Linked DNA regions of Triticum aestivum: all the other regions are linked to region 3. The links are chromatin contacts, called in public Hi-C maps. All regions are on one chromosome and are shown on one strand. Each heading gives the region's core, a stretch centred on a gene start, on an enhancer-like site or on the middle of the called end of the contact. The rest is flanking DNA. Distances are from core to core; before and after follow the strand shown.

Region 1 (3,711 bases), core at 1,176-3,675, 260 kb before region 3:
AGGTGATATTGAACTTCCATGATGTACATTAACAGACTATCTCCAGAAGTTTATGAAAACGAATCATGTCTCACGCATAAGGTTTGCTACTTAATCAATCTTGTTTGACATAGCAAAGCAAAGGCGAGACGCATAAAGGAATTATCTTCTGAAGTTGCAAGAATGCTTCAGTTCAATCTAAGAACTATTGGCATCAGCTCGTACAGTCAGCACCACATATTTCATAAATGAGTCTGAAGTGCACACATTCCTAACACAATGTCTATATTTTTGGAGTGCAGTCGCATATTATATACGCATAAAATGCAAAACCTTCTCAAGAAAGTGAAAACAGAAACACCACACATATGCTAAAAAGAAATATATGAATGTTTTTTTTAATTTCAAACAGAAGGCCCTGAATCTAATGTGAAATAATCTTATCCATCTCAAATCAAGAATCTTTAACTTAGGAAGTTACAAATGATTGGAACCAACATCATAATCATAAATTACAATAATAAAAATACTTGCCATCTAGGCTCTTTCAGAGCTAGAAGTCTAGAACAAAAAAATCACCTTTCAACACAAATTTGGCAATATAAGATATATCCAACGACTGCAAGCCATACCACGTGGCCAATCCTTATGCTACAAAGAGATTATGCCTTATCCACGACACGGTCCAATCATATTATGAAAAGGTAGGTACAAGCAAACCTATAATCAAAAAAGTAACTCCTTACCCTATTAGACAAATTAATTATGATAACATAAAGAGTTATGAAGATTCTGAAGTCACAACCAACTTTTTTCATTGAACCACACAAAACCTTAACATATGTCCTTATTATCCGGGCAGAAAATTATACCAATTGTCATATTATCCGGTGGATAAATATACCAATTGTCGTTATTATCTATCATAATAGAAACAAAACATGCTACAGAAACAACCAAATCACCGCCTAAGCTATTTAATAGATCCTGGGTGCTAGCGTGATCCAGTAGAAAGGCTAGGGAGTCTAACCGCCATAAACACATCTGCCAATGAGCTAGAAGTTGCTCAGTCCAGAAGCTTGGGGAATCTAACCGCCATAAAGACATCCGCTAATGAACAAAGACATGTACCTTGTTGAGATTTGCTGGTGCAACCATAGAAAATCACAAAGGCCATGAAAAAGCCAATGGACTAAGCACTCAAAACACTTGGTCATTGCATTCCCAGCCAACAGGAGAAACTCCAACTGGCATGGCATACCACAGGAGGCCTGTTGAGCCAACATCATGCTTGCAAAAGCGTGCACTGACTCAGTTCAAGCAATTTGTCCTGACAAAATGCCATGTCTAGATACAGCAAAATAAAAAACACAGTCTAACAAAGTTCACTAAAATCACATCGAATCAACTACCGAGTTAAAATGGGGACACTGAATCCAACTAAATGAAGCAGTACAAAACTGCAAATGCAACACAATTCTTCATGTAAACTCAATCAACTGAATCCAACTAAAACGTACAAACAGATGGACATGGAATTAAAATGGGGACACTTGAAGCCAGGCGGCTACTCTCATCCCACAAAGTGCAGCCCAGTTCCATGCCCAGGCAAAGTCGACCAACTGAATCCAATTCCCCGTTTCCTAGCCAGGCCAGGACACAGGGCCAAACCAAGCCCCTACCCCTTAACCACATGTTACCAACAGAATCGAGATTTGGGAATCGGCCCCCACCACCAAGCCGTGGGCCATGGCGCAAGCCCAATAGGCCCCAGGGACGCTAAACGCCCAACACCAACAGACCCGAAAGGGGACGGCACTGTTCACCAACCATTTCGGTGAGCTCACAGCAGGCGCATCCACACAGACGCGCAGCTCCAATCTAGCTCCGGAGAGACTCCGGTAAGACCGAGATACCACCACGAGCGCTGGCCAGCCAGCCATAGCACTAGTCCAATCGCGGCAGTGGTGCCTCACCAACCCCGAGGCGCCCAAACCCTAGAATCTGACCCCTAAATCTGCTAGAACCCTAGACCCCGGAACCGACGATTCCAGCTCGAATTCGCGCCCCACCGCCCGCGTCCCCGCGGCCCGGGGCCCCGACACTCGCGAATTCCGACTCTAGACCGCCCAATTCGACGCAATTCGAACTGGAGCGACGGAACAAAGCACAAGCACCCTCGTGTTAGCCGGTGGGTAAAGCAAAGCAGCTCGACGCGGCGACGCCGAGCCGGGCAGTGGGTACCTTCTTGGTCCATCCCTCGGGCGCGGGCATCTCGACGGACACGAGCTCCTCCGCCGCGTGGTCGCCGCCGGTGGCCATGGCTGCCGAGGCCTCGGGGTTCTGCGCACGCACGAGGAACGCGAGGAGGGGGCGACGGGTGGGGAGGGGGGAAACGATGGACGTGTGGGGATTTGGGGATTTTTATATCGTAAAAGTATCGGCCCCCGTGCTCTGCCGTTCGGTAGATAAACCCTGCGCGCCGACGGCCTACCCGCCGGCCTCGTCCCATGCAGTCACTGACGAAAGGGACCAGCACTGATGCACCAGGACCGAGCCCGTCTGTCAGTCAGCATGTAGGGTAGTGAGGTAAGCGGTCTGGTACGGGGCCGCTCGTCGGTCAGGACAAAGCGGTTGGGTCGCGGGGAGACGGCCGTCAGGCGCGGGGGGACGGCTGTGCACTGGCGTGGACGTCGTCCATGGACCGCAAACCCTGGCTGCGGCTGGGGATGGCGCTGTGCCCGTGCGGTCCACGGACCGTGTGTACGAAGTGGACGTGGTGCAAACGGCGGGACTGAGGCCTGGAAAAAAAATCGGATTGCACCGCGCGCAGTTGGAGTCCGGGGTCGCGGGAGCGGGGCGGGGTGGCCTGCTGCGCGACGAATATTCGTCGGGGATGGGCGATGACACGTGGGGCCGGCGCGGGGGCTATCTGCGTGTCATAGGGATGCGTGTCCGCGCGAGCTGCTGCCATGTGGCAACATCGGCGTGGATAAGGCCCAGCGGCTGGTAAAATGAAGGCCAGGAACATATGCAAGCATGCAACCTGGATTTTATTCCTAGTTATACAAAGTCCACCCTGCAAGAGGAACTTAGAGCAACTCCAACAGCTTGCCTAAAAAAAAGTTCCTGTAAAAGTGATTTTACATGATGGCCATAGAATTTAAGCGAAGTCGTCCTACATCAACTTTCCTCAGTTCCCGTAAACTTCTTTTGTAAATATGATTTTCTTTTTCTATTTTCCCATAAATAAGCATGCAAATGGATAGTACATGTAATTACTATCAGTATAATAATGCAACCAATATTATTTTCGAAACACATACTAGACACTACTTTCAAAACCACAACTTATGCAATTTGATTCAACGCTCAAAATCAAATTTGAAGAGAACAAAGCCGACAATCAATTGAAAGTAGACTTAAGAAATGGTTCGAACATGAATATCAAACATGCCACATATGGTTCTCCAAATAATAAAGCATAAATAGTTCAAAGACGGAGATCACTGCTAACTGCCATCGCTATTGCCAACCCCTGAACCGTACCCATCCATGTTGGATGGTCCGACTAGACCCAGCGTAGGGCCTTCTATACTCTCTTGCATCCTTTTGCCCCGACGACCAATACACCGGCTACGTACTAGGCACCCAGCCACCCAGCCCTCTAAGCGAGATAGACGCATGGGATCCATGAACGTTGTAGCAATGGAAATTATTCCACTAGTAGAA
Region 2 (3,525 bases), core at 590-3,089, 430 kb after region 3:
TGATCCCGAAGCTGGGAGGAATATCCCCCGCGGATGCCGTGCGCCCGCTGCACTGCACATGGACTGGAAATGGCATCCGGTATGATCCCAGCGCACAAAACCTCGTTGCTATCGCCCTGTCCAGCCCGGAAGTGCACCTGAGATCTCACGGCCGATGCACCGCTACGCCTGAGCGTGTGCTCAGTGAACACGTTCGTTACTTGACTCGAATTTCACAAGGAGAAAATAGTTGACTCATCCCTGATCGTGTCCAACTCCTTTAGTTCCACACAGGGGAAGAAAAAATAGCCACGCCTAATTTTCTCATGGGTTGCTTCCACGTACACACTACCCATTCTTTTGGGCACATGAAAAATATGGAGCTAAAGGTTGGTAATCTAGATCTTCTGCGGTTCCATGATTATAAGTTCTCATCAGCCCCAACGCTCATTCCCATTTCAGATGTCATCACCACCGCCGCAGTTTGAATCGTCCATGTGTCACAACTGATGGTTGCGACGGGTGGGTAGGCACGCGCCAACATCTCGTGGTTGTATGCTACACCGCGACAGCCCGCGGTGGCGCGGGTGGTCGTGCGACAGTGACACCGTTTTTGCGTGCCAGGCACAGGGTACACCACGGATGGCACGCAAAAGTTGTTTTTTTTGGTCGAGAAAGCACCAATAAAGGTTGCTCTTTTTTATCGAGACATGAAAGTCCCTAAGCGCAGCTAACATACTATAAGATAGTAAAAGCAAAACGACGCACTACACCGCTTGGAGAAGCAAAAAGGTGTCCGGCTCATCGAGACGACATCTAAGCGTGTCGAGTGCCATTGCTGCCAGGGGGTGCTCTTCCTCCTCTGCCCTGGCCACCTCAGCCCTTGGCAAGCATATTCCTTTTTGGAGAAAAAATTTCTGAGATATACATAGCAAATTTGGTAAGAAAGACTCTTGCCCCCCTCCCCCCCCACCCCACAAGAAATGGCAAGAAAGACTTTTGCCCAAAAATCGTGTCCAACTTCTATGTTTCACAATGATAAAAAGGTAGACGTGCCTAATCTTCTCATAGGTTGATTCCATATAAACACCGCTCATTTTGTTGACACATGGAAAATATGGAGCTAAAATTCGGTAGTTTAGCTCTTCCACGGTTCCGTGTTTCTAAATTCATGACCCTAGCGCTCATTTCCATTTTAGGCGTGCCCGCCCGCCACTGCTAACGTTCGACTCAGCATGTGTCATGACGTATGGTGTGGCGAGTGGATGAGCATGCACCGACGTCTCGTGGAAGCATGCTACGCCACGACAGCCCGTGGTGGTGTGGGTGTCGTGCGACAGTGACATATTCTTTGTGTACCAGGCACAGAGACACCGCAGATGACACGCAAAAACTGTGGGTTTTCGTCGAGAAGGCATTAATGAAGGTTGCTCCTTTTTTGTCGAGACATGAAAGTCCCTCGAGCGCAGCTAATGTACTATAAGATAATAAAAGCAAAACGACACACTACATCACGTGGAGAAGCAAGAATCTAGCCTGCAAGATACGTATCGATTTTCCTTGCGAAGAGGTGGGCAGCTCGTCGATACGACATCTAAGCTATGTCGAGTGCCATTACTGCCGGACAATGCTCTTCCTCCTCTGCCGTCCCCTCCCCGGCCCTAGACAACCATATTCCTTTTCGGAGAAAATTACCAAGATATATGGAGTACATAGCAAAATTTGTAAGAAAGACTTTTGCAAGAAAAAAAAAAGAAAAACCGGTAAGAGAGACAGCAGGCGAGGCTGACGGGTGGGCCCGGCTCTAGAAAGCGCTACTACTCGCTGTGGCCGCGGCGCGGTCCGATTCGATCTCTGGTCAAGTGACTCATCGTCCTCCGCGTAAATAGCAGCCTTCTCCTTCAGGGCATCGTCTTCTCCACCCCCTCCTCGCCTTCCGCTTCGATTCAATCCAAATCCAAATCCAAATCGATCTCCTCCCCGCCGCGTCTCCAAATCCGCCGCTCGCCCGCTCGCCGCCGAATTCCCTCGGATCCCACCCCAATGCCCTCCTCCCCGCTCGCCGCCAGCGACGCCGCGTCCACCTCCGGCCCCGGCCCCGCCTCCGCCGCGCCCGCCGATGACGACGACCGCGTCTTCCTCGTCCAGCACCGGTAAGCGCTCCAGCAAACCCTAACCCTAGCCCTCCGATCCGATGCCGGCGGGTCTGCGGATGGCATCTCTGACGGCATCGCTGCCCGAGCAATGCAGGTGGTGGAGGGAGGCGCAGGAGGGCGCCGAGATCGACGCGCACGGGATTCCCTACGCGGCGGCGCCGTCGGGAGCCCCCTCCTACGGGTTCCGCGGGGTGCTCAGCCTGCTCATGAGCGACAACGCCGCCTTCACCCTCCGCCGCGCCGACGACCTCCTCCAGCCCGAAGCCTCCGCCAAGGCCGGGGCCAGGAGCTACGCGCTCGTCGCGGCCGACCTCTTCGGGAAGGCACGCACCTGGTGAGCACAAAAGCCTCTGCCTCTACTTGCTCGTTGGGACGGGAACGGATCATGGATTGGATGAATAGATAGATGCATTTGTAATGCCTAGATTCTATGCCGTGCGTGCGCGGGTTATTACGTACGCGATGATGCATGGTATTAGTATTGGACCAAATCTGATGGTTGGCGCCCAGTGAAGCTTTAGGTATCATATGCATTGCCCTGTCGATTAATACATGTGGTTTGGTCAATAGGTATGTTCTAGATTCTAGATTGGAATCACCCTTGCCGTTGGGGCTAAAGGGAGTTAGAGAACCAAGCCTTGTGCCCTATGTTTCTAAAATAGCACCGGTAGTCTCAGGTGGGCTATATAGGGTAACTGTCCGTTGCTCGCTTGCATGCGCGCCACTGAGCTGCCTGCTGGTAGAATGAATGCGCCTAGGCGGATGGATTATTTCGTTGATATTGTTGTGTCGTCTTGTGCACACACTAGTTTGTTATCCTCCTTATATCTGTACGGAATATTAACTTTGTATAAGCATGCTATAAAGTGTGCAGTTGGACTTATTTGCGTTACATGAAAGGTTTATTAGTGACACGCTTACTAACGGTCAGTGATGGATTATTACTAATTATATACGTATTACTTTGTACATAGTATTCCTTCTTATTAAAGCAATGTGCAACCAAGCCCGAGAGTTCTTTGGCGTCAATTTTCCATGAAGGTTATAATTGAATTTTTTTTTTCATACTGGCTCCGCGGAGGCTACTACTGTTGATGCTCTGTCTCCAGCATGTCTAGAATAGTTTTGTAGGAGAAAGAAAGAATATGATGGTCTAGTCTACTATATGGTTTGTCGTTTCATCTCTCGTTTGTCTACCATAGCCGATGGCAACAAGTGGATATTTATTGGTTCACTTTATGCTTTTGTGTTGTACGAGTCATAATAGTACAAAGTTACAAACCCAATTTTTCTTGAGTCTTTAGATGAAGCTTGGATGTAACCCACTTTAAACTATTCTGAGGGAAATTCATTACACCATGCAGCAAGTTCAGACCAAGAGATCTGGTAT
Region 3 (3,514 bases), core at 920-3,419:
AACAATAGAAACAAACCATTGAGAGGTCAGAATAAAGTGCAGGAATGCATTAGAACAGACTAATCAAAAGAAGATGCAAAGTGTTCTACACATTCCAATTTACACTAGTTTAACTCAGCAAAACTGGTAGCCTGCCTCATGTGGATTTGAATGCTGTGGTCAATTAACAATAGTTTAACTCAGCAAAACCACTAGCCTGCCGCGTACAGCTTTAAATGATGCGGTCATTTTGCACTAGTTCAACTCAGCAGAACTGGTAGCCTGCCTCATAGGAATTTAAATGTGTCGGTGAAGAAGTACAGTAGAGGGTATATGGCACCAATTGTAACTATCCGTTTCTTTTCCCTGATAAATGGGTGGCAACTAGCAAGCTCCCACTAGATTAGCTTCCAGTTACACAGTGTACTCAAAACAATAAATGGCGCAACGGCGAATCACCAAGCAAACAACATGACAAAATGACAATACCGCCAATCACAAACTAGTGGAAACAGCTGGGACAACAAGGCACGGCATCATTTTTTTCATTGTGTCGGTGTTTGTCTAAAGGCTCACAAAGCAACAATTGGCAGGACAAGTACAATAAGCCTAATCAATTCATGTATGGACAATCTCTCCTGAGTTTGCGAAGCCCGACAAGAGTATAATTAATCGTATATTGCATTATATCGCTTTCTCCTTGTACCATACCTAGTTTACAACAGCAAAGCTGAAGCTACTAATATGAACAACATAGATACTTATCATTAAATCAACAGCTCGGCTTTCATATATTCAAATAACTCAGTCGCCAAGACAAGCATATACTGGCTAAAAAACACCTCATTGTCACCAGTAAGCTATTCTAAATTTGCAATAAAGCTAAACCGATTTGTAGATTCCAAATAACAAACTACATGGCCTAACCACCAGAATCCTAATCATTGAACATCACAATAGCCAAAAAGGGCAGAAAAGTGGCTAAGATCAATAATCCTATCGTCAGAAAAACTGAAATAAAAACCAGCACCAACCACACTGCTTGCATGTTTTTCAGAAAAAAAAACTTTTAATCAATTTTATAATTGTCTTATTCTGTTAAAGCTAATAATAAAATCTAGAATTGTCATATATTGTTAAAAGCTTGGGTTTGTTGCCTTGGATTGTTCTGTTGCTGTTGTAAAAGGCAAGATCCAAACGAATTATAAACACGTTATCGTTTTCAACGAAAAACCAATGAGACTGACTTTTTCAACGAAAAAAGTCAAAACTTTCACCATCACCATGACCGGGGATGAAATTCTAAAAAAATACATCCAAACAGGAATGATTCAAACACCCACGCGAAACTTTTAATCTAATGATCCAATCGAATCAGAATCGGCACAGAGTGCGGGTGGAGAAATCGTCAAAATAACATATCCATCGATCCAATTACGTCAAGAACATATCAAAATTACTTTAATTTCCACACGAAAAGAAAAAAGGTAGCAGTACGCGGAAAGAGAAAGAGGGGGGAGTGTGCTCAGATTGAGGACGGAGAAGGAGAGGTCCCAGGGGTGGAACGCGGCGGCGGGCTTGCGGTGCGAGGCCGCGGTGAGGGTGACCACGTCCTCGAACTCCTCGTCCCACGCCACGGCCGCCGCGGAGGGCTCCGCATCCACCGCCGGCGCCGGCGCCTCCAGGCGCGTGCGGTTGCGGCAGACCCGGAGGCCCTTCCACCTGGCCTTGGGGCCCTTCCACTTGAGCTCGACGGCCATCCTGGCCTCGGCATCGGCGTCCGTCGCGGGGGCAGGGGGCAGGCCCTCCGCCCGCCGCACCACCAGCCGCACGCTGAACTTCCTCGCCGCCGGCGGCCACGGCCACCGCATCGCCAACATCAACGAGCCTCAGAGAACTCTACCTCCGGCGTAGAACTCCGGCGCAGGAGCCTCCGCAGCGCCTAACCGAAAGGGAACTCCTTCTCCGTCCAAGAACGGCGCCTTGGGAGCGGATTGCGCCGGCGGGCGGGCGAGGCTGGAATCGGGCGTGATGGGACGGATTGCGGCGAGGGGGTGGGGGCGGGATTGACAAGGGGGGAGCGGATTTGTGTCGGGGCGGGGCGGGATTCGGGGAGTTCGTTGGAGATTGGGACGCGGAGGCGGAGGAGGAAGAAGAAGAATATACGAGGAGAGAGGAGAGAGGAGAGAGATGCACGGGGCGGACGGAGGAGAGTGAGCAAGAGAAAAATAATAAGGCTGGTCATAGTGGGAGTAACATAGGTAGTAACATAGATGCCACATAAGCAAAATTGGTGATGTGGCAAGTAGTTAATGAGGAGAGAGGCAAATAGAGTAACATAATATGTTACCATCACATAGCGGTTTCCAATGCATAATGAGTCTACAAAGTAATAAATGAAGGCAACTATATTACCACACCTATGACACTACCCACTATGAAGGTAGTAACATAGACTAGTAACATATGTATGTTACTAGTCTAAGTTACTCTTCACTATGACCAGCCTAACACACGCGGGGGCAGGAGGAGGCCCATTCTCGTAATTTATATTTTATTTATGACGAAAAGGTGCATGGTAGTTTACTCCAGGGCGCGGTGGGGCCCGCCGGTCGGCCTCCCGGATATTGTTATCCGTGGTGTTAAAATTCGGGTTAGTCGGTTGGATCTTTGGTTGCGGGACGTGTTTGGGCTGACGGCGGCCGTCGGATGCCGGAGCGAGGGCGGCGATGTGCGTGGACCGATGGAATAGGTTTGTTGGAGGACGGTGCGTTCATGTTTGTTACTGCTCGCGTATTTGGTGCCTTTGGGCCAGCTCCAAGCGGTTAGGGGCGCGGTTAATTGCTATGGATAATTCCTCGCGAAATATTGCACCCTCCGCTTTTAAAATATTGATATATATATAATATTCATTTCGTTTTAAAATAAGTGTCTTAAATTTGTACCAACTCTACTAAGCTTGAGACATTTATTTTGGGACGGATGGAGTAATAAGGTGTAGTATTGTTTTTCTTTTAATAAAGTCAAATATCTCTATTTTTTGGGCCAGCTCCATTAATTGGACCCATCATGAAAATATATGTTGATATTCTAGGAGTATTTATTTGGTACGTACTCCTCTGAAATTCTGACCGAAAACGTTCTATACTAGTTTACAGAGGGAGTATTATAGATCATCTTGATATTATTTTCCCCTATAAAACTCCTCTAAATTTGATCAAGTTTGGCTTTTGGAGACAGTAAAATGCCTTATATCTCGGGACAGATGGGGCATCATAAATGTGACATGTCGGAAAGCTATCGTAAATGAACGTTGTACACGTGAGGTTGTGTTTGGCCCCGGAGCTGTAATTACCGTGGATAAGGTGTCGGTAGTGTCGGTGTCGAACCGGTTTGTATCCTACGCCACGTAACACCGCCACACTTGTTAAGATAGGTGGCATATGGCCCACCCCCGTGCGGCGGCGGCATAGTGGTACGATGGGGAGGAGAGCTCGCGATCAATGCTCCGCAAATGTAGAATTCGGCCGAACCT

Evidence for each region. A called contact is a pair of places that touch in the nucleus more often than the background predicts.
Region 1: a Hi-C map of leaf shows a contact between it and region 3, with 6 times the contacts expected there. The contact joins the promoter of LOC123102084 here to the promoter of LOC123102083 in region 3. A contact is called at or near these places in 2 of 5 Hi-C or Micro-C datasets (both in leaf).
Region 2: a Hi-C map of leaf shows a contact between it and region 3, with 6 times the contacts expected there. The contact joins the promoter of LOC123102082 here to the promoter of LOC123102083 in region 3. A contact is called at or near these places in 2 of 5 Hi-C or Micro-C datasets (both in leaf).

What each region holds. Positions count from the first base shown.
Region 1 is chr5A:24,887,950-24,891,660 of IWGSC CS RefSeq v2.1, reverse strand. LOC123102084 (methyl-CpG-binding domain-containing protein 11) reads right to left here and starts at 2,425. Exons shown (of 3, transcript XM_044523368.1): 1 at 2,224-2,425. The coding sequence starts at 2,301.
Region 2 is chr5A:24,196,010-24,199,534 of IWGSC CS RefSeq v2.1, reverse strand. LOC123102082 (ubiquitin carboxyl-terminal hydrolase 8) reads left to right here and starts at 1,839. Exons shown (of 13, transcript XM_044523366.1): 1 at 1,839-2,132; 2 at 2,230-2,469. The coding sequence starts at 2,023.
Region 3 is chr5A:24,629,351-24,632,864 of IWGSC CS RefSeq v2.1, reverse strand. It overlaps LOC123102083, which reads right to left and starts at 2,169. Exons shown (of 4, transcript XM_044523367.1): 1 at 1,509-2,169. The coding sequence starts at 1,859.